Linked DNA regions of Macaca mulatta: all the other regions are linked to region 3. The links are chromatin contacts, called in public Hi-C maps. All regions are on one chromosome and are shown on one strand. The core of a region is the stretch at or near the end of the contact, and the rest is flanking DNA. Distances in the headings are between cores, read along the strand shown. Region 1 holds the start of ECI2 (enoyl-CoA delta isomerase 2). Region 2 holds the start of PRP4K (pre-mRNA processing factor kinase PRP4K). Region 3 holds the start of PXDC1 (PX domain containing 1).

Region 1 (3,187 bases), core at 624-3,123, 410 kb after region 3:
TGATTTCTATATGTTCCCAACCCTCACATTTCTGCAGCCTGATTTCTAATTGTTCCCAACCCATACATACTAAAATGCTATGTTTGTCCATATTTTCTTTATACTTGCCTCTGCAAACTGGCTGCAAATAATTGGCTGTAAGGATTCCAAGATAGTAACTCAATACGGAAGCTAACAGTACTAACTTTAAATAAATGGAAAAGTAAATAACCATCCAGGGAAGTATTTGTAAGCAATTTAAGATAAAAACAGCCAGAACAGGAATACCATGTAAATTTTGCCAAAAGCAAGAAGTGAAGCGCATGCAAGACAGTGAACAGCAAGAGACCAAAAAGCTAAAGTGCACAGAATTTTGTAACGTGTCCCAAAGTCCTGAAACAGCCTCTGCACTCACTGATAAGCCATAAACTATATCAGGTCAATTCTTGTCTCTTTGCTGGAAAACCGGTTTCCAACATACACACAGGTGGAAGGAAGGGAGAATGGATGTGAATATACAAGAAATATTCAAAAGGGCATAGGAACAGTTGCTGGCATTCCAGACAGAGCCACAGCCTTCTCAGCAGATGGGAGGGAATCTACCTGCAGTGGAAGGGAGTCAGTGAAGGAGGAGGCTCAGCAGGCGTGCCTCCTTTTGTGGGGATGTTTAACCAGCCAGCCAGGAACAGAGCAGAAACAGTAACCACCGCGGGGTGACGAGCAGGTTTTTAAGCACACATAGTGAGCGGGGGTGGGGTGGCAAACTTCAATGCACAGGACTCAGGCAGGCCACAAGCAAAAAATGGATGTTCACGACGATGACCCGGAATAGTAGAGTTAATGGCATCAAAGATGATTAAAATAATACAGGTTACAAAGCCCAAACCTCACACACAAACACAATTACGTAACTCGAAAATGGTACAATGAACTCTAGGTTCAAACTTTGGACTATTAGTAACTGATTCAGTAAGATCAGCCTACAGTAAGTTTTATATTAAAATGATTTTCTGTAAAGGGAAAAACTGCATCTTATATGGCAAATTCCAAGTAGAAAACGAAAGAAAAATTTAAAATGTCCACAAAAAGAAGAAACGTCAAGTTTCCACAAAATGTGGAACAAATTATTTATTTTTAAATAAAGCGTGAGTTTTAAAAACAAATAGCAAAAACACGACCATTTAAGAAATACATAAAGTCGGGAAAATCACTAATAATTTTACCACTTCAAGGCCACCACCGTGTTTCGGTTTTGTTCCCTACACACAGATTCGTGCGGGGTTCCCGGGACCCCTGGGACGTGGAGCGTGCTGCTTAGCCGTGACTGCGTACCCGGCCATTTCACTTTATAGCATACGAGTTCTCCAAAGGGCAAAGAGTGTTAAGTCCACACGAGTGGTAACGGCTTGCGTTTACCTCGCTTTTAGCAAGCAACGCTTTGCACCCCAGAGGCAGCCCGGCTGGGAAGTGCAGGCCCGGGTGTCCGGGGAACCACCGTGCCCAGCTGGGGCGGCTCACCCGCCCGGAGTCCGGCCCCCGGAGGATGGGAGTGTGCGCGAACGCAGGCGGAGACCTCGGGGACTGCGGACAGAGAACCATAGCCCTGACCTCCCGACGCGCCCATCCTGACCCCTCTGGGCCCATCGGTGCAGGAGGGCGCGCGAGTGAGGTGGTTATCCTTTAGTACTGCCTCCCTGGAAAACCAGCAAAGAAAGTCCTGTTGCCACCTAGACAATAGGGAAGGAGGGTCTTCCAACGGCGATGACCTTCGCCTGGACAGCGGTATCCTGCGGGAGACCTTGGGCCGGGAGGCCGGGGCTCCAAGCTTACCTCGGACACCAACGCTGTGCAAGTCTCCAGGCCAAGTGCGCCATCGCTACCCGGTGGGCGGCTCAGGGGCGGGGCCGGGGCTCGGGGGCGGGGCCTGGGCTCGCGGGCTGCGGAGGTTTGGGGGTGGGGCCGGGGCTTGGGTGCGGGGCGGGGCCGAGAGCAGAGCCCAGGCAGGAGCCTGGGGCATGGGCGGGGCCAGGGTTGGGGCGGGGCCAGGCTGAGAACGTAGCCTGGCCGCTTTCGGCGTCAGTAGCCCGTGGGCGGCTCTGGGGCTGCGGGGGCTCGGGGGTGGGGCCGGGGGTAGGGGCGTGGGCGGGGCGGGGTCTCTAGGCGGTCAGGATCCGGGACTGAGATGCGGGGGCGGAGCCAGAGCGAGGCGAGGTATCACCCGGGAGTGGAGGAAGGGCGCGGGGTGCGGGGACGGTGATCCGGGGAGGACCTACGCGGCGCGTGGGGCGGGGCACAAATGCTCCCGGGCCTGGCTCGGAGGAACTGCGAGCTGGAGGCGCGGCTGTTCTCTGGGCGGACCTCAGCAATGCGAACCCTGCCGTTGCCGGAGCACTGAGTGCCCTTCCCGGAGTCCCGCGGAGCCTGGCGAGGAGGGGTCGCTGCATCCCGAGGGCCAGCCGTGAGCCGGGAGATGGGGTAACAATTGAGGGCGTATGCTTAAGAGCAGCTAGGTCATGCACCCCCAAATCGAAGATTTGCAGACCTGGTAGGACACCTGGGAATCAGAAGTGATTTTTGGAGTATGCAACTTTTTAGTGTCAGTTAAGAGTTCGTGGATATTTTTGAGTTCTGCTGAGGCATATGCAAAGTATTTTCTTTGGGGAAGAATTCTTAAGAGTTGGAAGGGCCTTGGCTGTGTCACCTTGTCCAGTTCCCAGAGAACCAAAAAACAAAACAGAACAAAACAAAACCACCCCTCTAAATTCTGTGCCCAAGTTGTCCTATCCAAGCATGCCTAGGCGTTTTAGTATTAGGTAGCTGACACTTGTGGACCATCGATAGTGAGCCAGGCTAATTGTAAGTCTTTGGACAACCCTGTAAGGAAAACGATATTGCCCTTTTGAGCTGATGTGGAAATTGCCCTGTTGAGCATATTGCCCTGTTGAGCTGATGTGGGAACTGAGACCCAGAAAGATTAACCTGGTGAATTCCCCAAAGACATGAGGCTTGCAGGTGAGCAGAATCCAAGTCTCAAGTAACTTTAGCAGTAAGTTTCATCAGATAGATCTGGCTAATAGTGTAGGTAGGGCAACACCGAAAGTCAAGTAGAACAATTTGGGCTTATCCCAAAGCCTTTCTCCAGATATATTTTTTTGTTTTTTTGTTTTTGTTTTTGAGATGGAGTTTCCCTCTTGTTGCATAGGCTGCA
Region 2 (3,416 bases), core at 606-3,105, 290 kb after region 3:
ACATTTGAATGCCAAAGAGTTGTGAGGGTGGGTGCTCTATAAGTGGATACTAAGCGAGGTTATATTCTTGTAGGAAGCAGCCTGATAAGAAAATAGCAGATTTTCGAGTCAGATTTTAGTTCAAAAATCAGCTTGGTACTTGGGAACTCAATCATCAAAAGCAAATTACCTTACCTCTTAGTGTCAGTTTGTTCATGTGTAAAACATGTTAATAGTACCTGATCCAATCTTTTGCCTTCAAGTATATCACTGTTTCCAAGATGAGATCTCTCACAGTTCTACTACATACACTGTTAATTTTAACATTATTTATTTAAAAATAGTTTACTAAGTTTATTTCATTTATTTACTTATTTTATTTGAGACGGAGTTTTTGCTTTTGTTGCCCAGGCTGGAGTGCAATGGCGCGACCTCGGCTCACTGAAACCTCCGCCTCCCGGGTTCAAGCGATTCTGTCTCAGCCTCCCGAGTAGCTGGAACTATAGGCGCCACCACGCCGGCTGATTTTTTGTATTTTTAGTAGAGACAGGGTTTCGCTATGTTGGCCAGGCTGGACTCGAACTCTTGAGCTCAGGCAATCCGCCCGCCTCGGCCTCCCAAAGTGCTAGAGGATTGCAGGCCTGAGCCACCGCGCCTGGCCCTAACATTTCAAAACGTTGGGAATTCAGGCAGCAAGAGACATTTTGTAAGAACATTTGAAACCCTTCTCCCCTGGAAATCAAGAGATATGTATGGAGCCTGGAGATTCCGAACTCAATTTTCTAGGACAAAGGCAAACTAAGATGATTACAAGAATGAAAGTGATCGTCACGCTGCTTCTAGGTTCCAAAGTATGGATATATATATATATTTTTTAATGGAATCTTGCCCTGTTGCCCAGGCTGGAGCGCAGTGGCGTGATCTCAGTGCAACCTCCGCCTCTCGGGTTCAAGCGATTCTCAACTGCCTCAGCCTCCCGAGTAGCTGGAATTGATTATAGGCGCGCGCCACCACGCCCGGCTAAATTGTTTGTATTTTTAACAGAGACAGGGTTTCACCATGTTGGCCAGGCTAGTATCGAACTCCTGGCCTCAGGTGATCCGCCCACCTCGGCCTCCGAAGGTGCTGGGATTACAGGCGTGAGCCACAGCGCCAGGCCGAGAAATTTTTTTTAAAGAGGAATTAAAGAACCTAATTGGTATTGAGAGCTCTCCAAGAACCAGTAAATGTTTTCCCTACAATATTCCATTCTACCCCATTACTGCAGCGTCGTTATAGAAAAAAACAAAATCACATAAAGCAACTTGGGCCAAAAAACATTACACGTTCCAATTACGGAAACAACGAACTGAACGACTCCTGAATCATGTCACCCTTGAACTATGTAAAAGTTGAAAAGATGTGTCAAATACAGTAACAGTTCCACATTAAAAGATATTTACGTCGAGGTACAACCCTAATTTACAGTATTTTAAAACGCCTTTCTACACCCTTTCCGGGGAAGCTAATGCCACTTCAGCTGAGCTATCTAGCGAGATGGTTAAGCATTTACTGTGTCTCTTAACACCGACCAGGGAAAAATCATCAATTCGTTTGCCCGAGTTTATGAGAATTTTCACCCAACTTCCAGTCTCCATAGCCAATCAGTTCTTGGAACCGCATACCCGATGCCGACATCCCTCTCTTGTTGGCTCCCCTCGTCAGCAGGCTTCGATAACTAAACGTCCATTTCTAGCACTGACGAAAGAGCTCAAGCTTGACACGGCCCTCAATCCTCAGCAGCACCGCCCACCATGCTCCCGGAAGTTACGACACTACGCCCTGCGCCAGTCCCGGGACGCAAGGTTTCATATCCGGATTCTTAGCGCGGACTCAGAACCCCGCTCTTCCCTACGCGGTCAGCACATGCGCGGCAGCTCTTTTCCTTCTTCTTCCACTTCCACTACCTTCCACCGTCCGGGAGTCGCCGCCACCGCCGCCGAGGAGTCAGGAAGTTCAAGATGGCCGCCGCGGAGACCCAGTCGCTGCGGGAGCAGACAGAGTAAGTAGTCTCTGTGAGTGGGCCAGAGGCTGGAGCCCGGGGACGGCCGAGTGGGAGCTGCACGGGCGGGCGGGAAAGTTCGGGCCTAACGGCGAGAGTCAAACTTTGCCTTTTCCGGCGCGATTCGTTGTGGGGTGGGAGGCATGGGGAGCAGGCGGCCTTCGAGCTTCCTTCTCTCAGAGGCCGCGGCTGCTGGGGTGAAGGCGGCCGCGGCCTGCAGCGCGTCGTTGCCCCGGGAGGCGTAGGCGCGAGCGGCCTCTACAGGTCCGGTGCGCGTGGCGGCAGTGAGGTCGCGCTTTCCCATTCCTCCCTTGGGGACCCATCTAAGCTCCCTGGCCGCGGCTCTTAGCGGCATCGGTGTTGGGGACACGAGGGTCAGTGGCAGCAGGCGGGGCAAGCCCAAGTTTTTTCTTCCTCTTGCGGTACCCCCAGTCGTCCTTTTACTGGTGTCAGTTTAGGACCTGAAAGCAGAGCGCGGAGGTGGTGGGGTCACACTCTCTGGCCATCCCAGAGCTAGTCTGTGGCTAGCAGGATACTTGATCTCGTCACCTTGTATTCTTTAGTCCAGCAGTCACCCAGTATTGTTTTGTTTTGTTTTGTGTTTTTGAGTGCCTGCCGGCAGCTTTTTTTTTTTTTTACCAACTTGCAAACTTGAGGCAAAGTGAGATAGAGTCTTTGGTTTTGAGGCCTGGCATTTTTTTTTTGTTTTTTTTGCTTGAGTTTATAACCCTTTAGGAGGACGAGTGGAAGGAGTAGTGGGAATTGCTAGCTACTGCCAAACCACTTTATATCTATAATTAAGCTAATATAAGAATCCATGCGGCCAAATGAAAAATGAAAAAAAAAAAAAATACGTGTGTATGCTGCAAGGTTAACCATTGGTTAACTAAAAGCAGTATTTTGCTCTTCATGTCTATGTTAGGAAAACTCAAACAAGAACCATAATAGAGAGAATGGATTTTACGGCAATGTTCCTATAGCGACCGTTTTTTTTGCATCTGCACTGTCTCATCTGTTTCCAGCCATTTTAGAAAGAGGTATAGTCTCCCAGCAAGTTGTGACTGAGCGATAGGAGAAATCTTTGCCACCAGACAACCTGACACTTAATTGCTGTACGTCCAGTTTTGGGCTCTTCAATCATCTGCATTACTCAGCTAGGCGGAAAAACGGAATTTTTAACTAAGGGCTTTTCAAAACTGCTGTATTATTTTTATAATTTGCCTTAGCAGAGAACAAATGGATTCTGAAGTTTTAAACTAGCTTTAACCTCTTACTGTTTCTCACCGAGTTCATTGTGTGGCACAGTTACAGTGTTTATGCCAATACAGTGCAGATCTCGTGCTATGTGGTTACATTTTCTACTAATCTGAAAATTTCTGTAGTATTATGTCCATTT
Region 3 (3,177 bases), core at 359-2,858:
CACACACTGGGGTTGGGGCCATCACCAGGGAAAAGCAGACGTTATCTCAAGACCGCAGACAGACAGCAGGCTGGGGAGACTGCGACGGGCCACCCTCTGCTTCAGTAACTTGGCCCCAGGCTTTCAGGAGGTCTCCGCTTAGAGAAGGATTGAAGGAAGGCTGCTGGGCCACTGTCCCCATGCTCGGAGCTACAGGTGGTCACACGTGTCCGGCGGGGGGGACAGGGGTGCTGCTCGGAAGTCCTCCACTCTTCCCGCCCCTTCTACTCTCCTGGCCCTCCCAGGCGGCCCCCCTCCCCGGCCTGCTCCCTCCACCCCGCATTCTTCCGTCTCAACTCCAGCCCCTCTCTCTTGCGTCCTCCCCGCTTCCACCCCCTCAGCTTGGCCTCCAAAAGAAAGCTCGGGCAGAGCCGTAGGAAAAGGGAAGCCACCGCGGTTTCTGAAAACAAGAATTCCCGCGAGCCAGGACGGTCACAAGGCCGGGGAGGAGGCGGCGCAGCTGATCAAACTCGAATGGGGACCAGCCCTGGTCGCGGTGCGGGGGGGCCCTGGCTGTCCGCGGCAGCCGCGGGCGGGGCGGCCCCTCCGAGGAGGGACGGAAGGGCTGCGTGGCACCTCGTGCTCGAAGACCAGGGGTGCGCCCTCCGCGGGGAGAACTCAGGGGCGGCTGCCAGACCCGACGCGACCCCCGGCTAGGACCCTGCAGTTAACTGCTCCCAGACGCCTTCCCAGTGCGCCCGCCCGCCCGCCGGCCCTCGGGAGGTACTGGGCAGGGGCTAGGGCCGGGCTGACCCTGGGAGCCGCTCAGCCCCTGGCGCCCCCGCCCTCCTCGGAAGTGACTCGTCCTCGGGGAGAGTCCGGCTCCCGCCCTGCCGGCCTCGGCCCCTTTCCCGCCCCATTTGGCTCCTCCGCCGGGGGCGCCCCCAGGCCGGGCAGGCCGGCTCCGCGTCCCCCTAACCCCGCCGCCCGGGCACCCCTCGTCTGCGGGCGCGGGGTCCAAGTGTGCCCTGTCCAGCGTGGGCAGGAGGGAGAAGTCGCAATCTCGGTTGAAGTCTCTCCCCGCCTCCTTCGTGCACTTCAAGGTAGCCTCGGCCCCGCGCCCCCCCCGCGTCCCCGGCCCCGCACCTTGCCGCAGCGGCCCCCGCGCCAGCTCCGACCGGTCCTCGGGGAAGGCGTCGCGCAGGCGCTGCCACAGGCGACCCAGGTCCGCGAGGCTGCGATGCAGGTAGAGCACGCTGCGGTCCGACCACTCCGTGCGGATCTCGAAGAACTCCTCCTCGTCGCCGCGCCGGCTGACGATGAGCCTGCGGATGCCGTTCACCCAGCAGCCACGCACGAACATGTTCACGAGCGACGTGCCCTCAAACACCGCCGAGGCCATGTCGCACGCATGCCCCCTCCAAGGGCGCCCCGGCCCCGCCGCCCGCCCGGCCGCAGGAGGCGCGCCCTGGCCGGGGTCGTCCCGGGTACGTCCGTGGCCGGGGTAGTCCGGGGCGCGTCCGGGGCAGGAGTCGTCCGCGGTGCGTCCGGGCCCGGGGTCGTCCGGGGTCGGCCCGGCACTCCAGGAGGCTGCGTGCGGCCCGCGTTCGGGGCGGCGCGGCGGCGAGTGGCTCGGGCCGGCCGGGCGCGGCTTTATAAGGCGCTTCCCATCGCGGGCGGCGCGGTAGTCGACGTCGAGGCCAGGCCGCGTCCGCCTCCCGCCCGCCTCCCGCGGAACGGGCGCCGCGGGCCGCCCTGGAAAGGAAGAGGTCTGGCTGGCCGCGCCCCCGCCGCCTCCGCAGAGACCGCGCTGCTGCGGCCACGGGAACCCCCGGAGCCGAGAGCGGGGCCGAGCCCCGAGCGCCCGCCCCCGCCTCGCGCCCCCCGCGCCTCCTCCCTCGCGGCCCCGGAGCCGCAGGTCGGTGACTGGACCAGCCGGGAAGGGAGGCGGGGCGGGCCCTGCCTGCCAGGCGCTAGGCGCCGACTTTTTTCTCTTTCCGTTTCGCGATCCTCGGGACCTCCCAGGGCTGGGAGCTGCGCGCCCCACCCGGCCCGCAAGGGGATGGCAACTACCGGGGGTCCGGAGGCGGGGCTGCGAGTGTCGGGGCGGAGGGCGCGGGCTGGGCCGAGCGCCGCCCCGACCAGGGCCCAGGCCAGGCCGGCCCGCCCCGGGTCCCCTCCGTGCCCCGCGTCCCCTCCGTGCCCCGCGTCCCCTCCGTGCCCCGCGTCCCCTCCGTGCCCCGCGTCCTTGCCCTCGCGTCCCCGCCCCGCGTCCTCCCGCGCATTCCGGTCATGCCTCAGCCGCCCCAAGGCCCGGGACGCGGCCGGACAGACCGCGGGGCAGCCCTCGGAGAAGTCGGAAGAGGAGAGAAAACAGGGATGAGAAAGTCTCCTGGGAAAGAGCGCCCTGGGAAGCCGGACGCCGTGGGTGCGCTTGAGGGGCCTCAGGAGTGGACGTGGGGAAACCACCCGCCCTGAAAACTGACTCAGCGGCGCGTTACTGAGGCGGTTCCTGTTGGAAGAGAATTAATAGCACTTGAGAATTACAAGTTAGTTCCAGAAATGAATCCAGTGACCTTACAGCGTGTAGGCAGGGGTGGGAGAGCCAGGGCGAGCCCCTCACCTCACCCCACCCCCGCCCCGGCAGCGCTCTGGAAAGCCTCTTAAAGCCCAGCCCTGTGCAGAAACGTTGGAGGCCCAAGGCAGGTGGCCTGCCTGGACTCAGTCCCGACCCAGATGTCCACCCAGGTCCCTACCATTCGGTCCCACCTGCCTTGACTCAGTCCCGACCCGGATGACCCTCACCACCACGACCAGCTTTTATTCCGACTGTGCCGGTGACTTGCAGATAGCATAGCTTCAAAGTTCTTCACCTGGTCTGGGACGGTGAACAGGTCAAGATGGAGAGTGTCAAGAGACTTTGCTTTGTCTATGATGTTCTTATATACATTTGTTAATTAAATGAACGCATATGTTTCCTGTGTAATTTTGTATAGGGGAATAGGGGCCGTGGGAACTGGAAGTAAACAGTGTGTCAGCAGCGCTTGATTCTAGGTGGTGGGAATAAGTGCCGTTGCAGCCACAGGACCAGCCCAAACGAGGCTTACTCTGTTTATAACAAAATGTTGAGTTACCTTGCAGGTGTAACAGAGCCAAAAACTCTTAAGTCACAAAGCCCAGGCATGCACCCTAGAAAAA

The links. Hi-C and Micro-C count contacts between places; a contact is called where the count stands out from the background.
Region 1: a contact with region 3 is called in a Hi-C map of liver, with 2.7 times the contacts expected there. The contact joins the promoter of ECI2 here to the promoter of PXDC1 in region 3. A contact is called at or near these places in 2 of 14 Hi-C or Micro-C datasets (fetal cortex germinal zone and liver).
Region 2: a contact with region 3 is called in a Hi-C map of liver, with 3 times the contacts expected there. The contact joins the promoter of PRP4K here to the promoter of PXDC1 in region 3. A contact is called at or near these places in 4 of 14 Hi-C or Micro-C datasets (CD4 T cells, fetal cortex germinal zone, fetal cortical plate and 1 more).

Annotation. Positions count from the first base shown.
Region 1 is chr4:179,094,389-179,097,575 of T2T-MMU8v2.0, reverse strand. ECI2 (enoyl-CoA delta isomerase 2) reads right to left here and starts at 1,873. Exons shown (of 11, transcript XM_078000987.1): 1 at 1,707-1,873. It overlaps LOC106997776 (a long non-coding RNA gene), which reads left to right and starts at 2,284. Exons shown (of 5, transcript XR_013416847.1): 1 at 2,284-2,454.
Region 2 is chr4:179,218,829-179,222,244 of T2T-MMU8v2.0, reverse strand. It overlaps PRP4K (pre-mRNA processing factor kinase PRP4K), which reads left to right and starts at 1,855. Exons shown (of 20, transcript XR_013416851.1): 1 at 1,855-2,020. It overlaps LOC144340585 (a long non-coding RNA gene), which reads right to left and starts at 1,774. Exons shown (of 5, transcript XR_013416853.1): 1 at 1,644-1,774.
Region 3 is chr4:179,509,087-179,512,263 of T2T-MMU8v2.0, reverse strand. It overlaps PXDC1 (PX domain containing 1), which reads right to left and starts at 1,608. Exons shown (of 5, transcript XM_015135486.3): 1 at 1,126-1,608. The coding sequence starts at 1,381.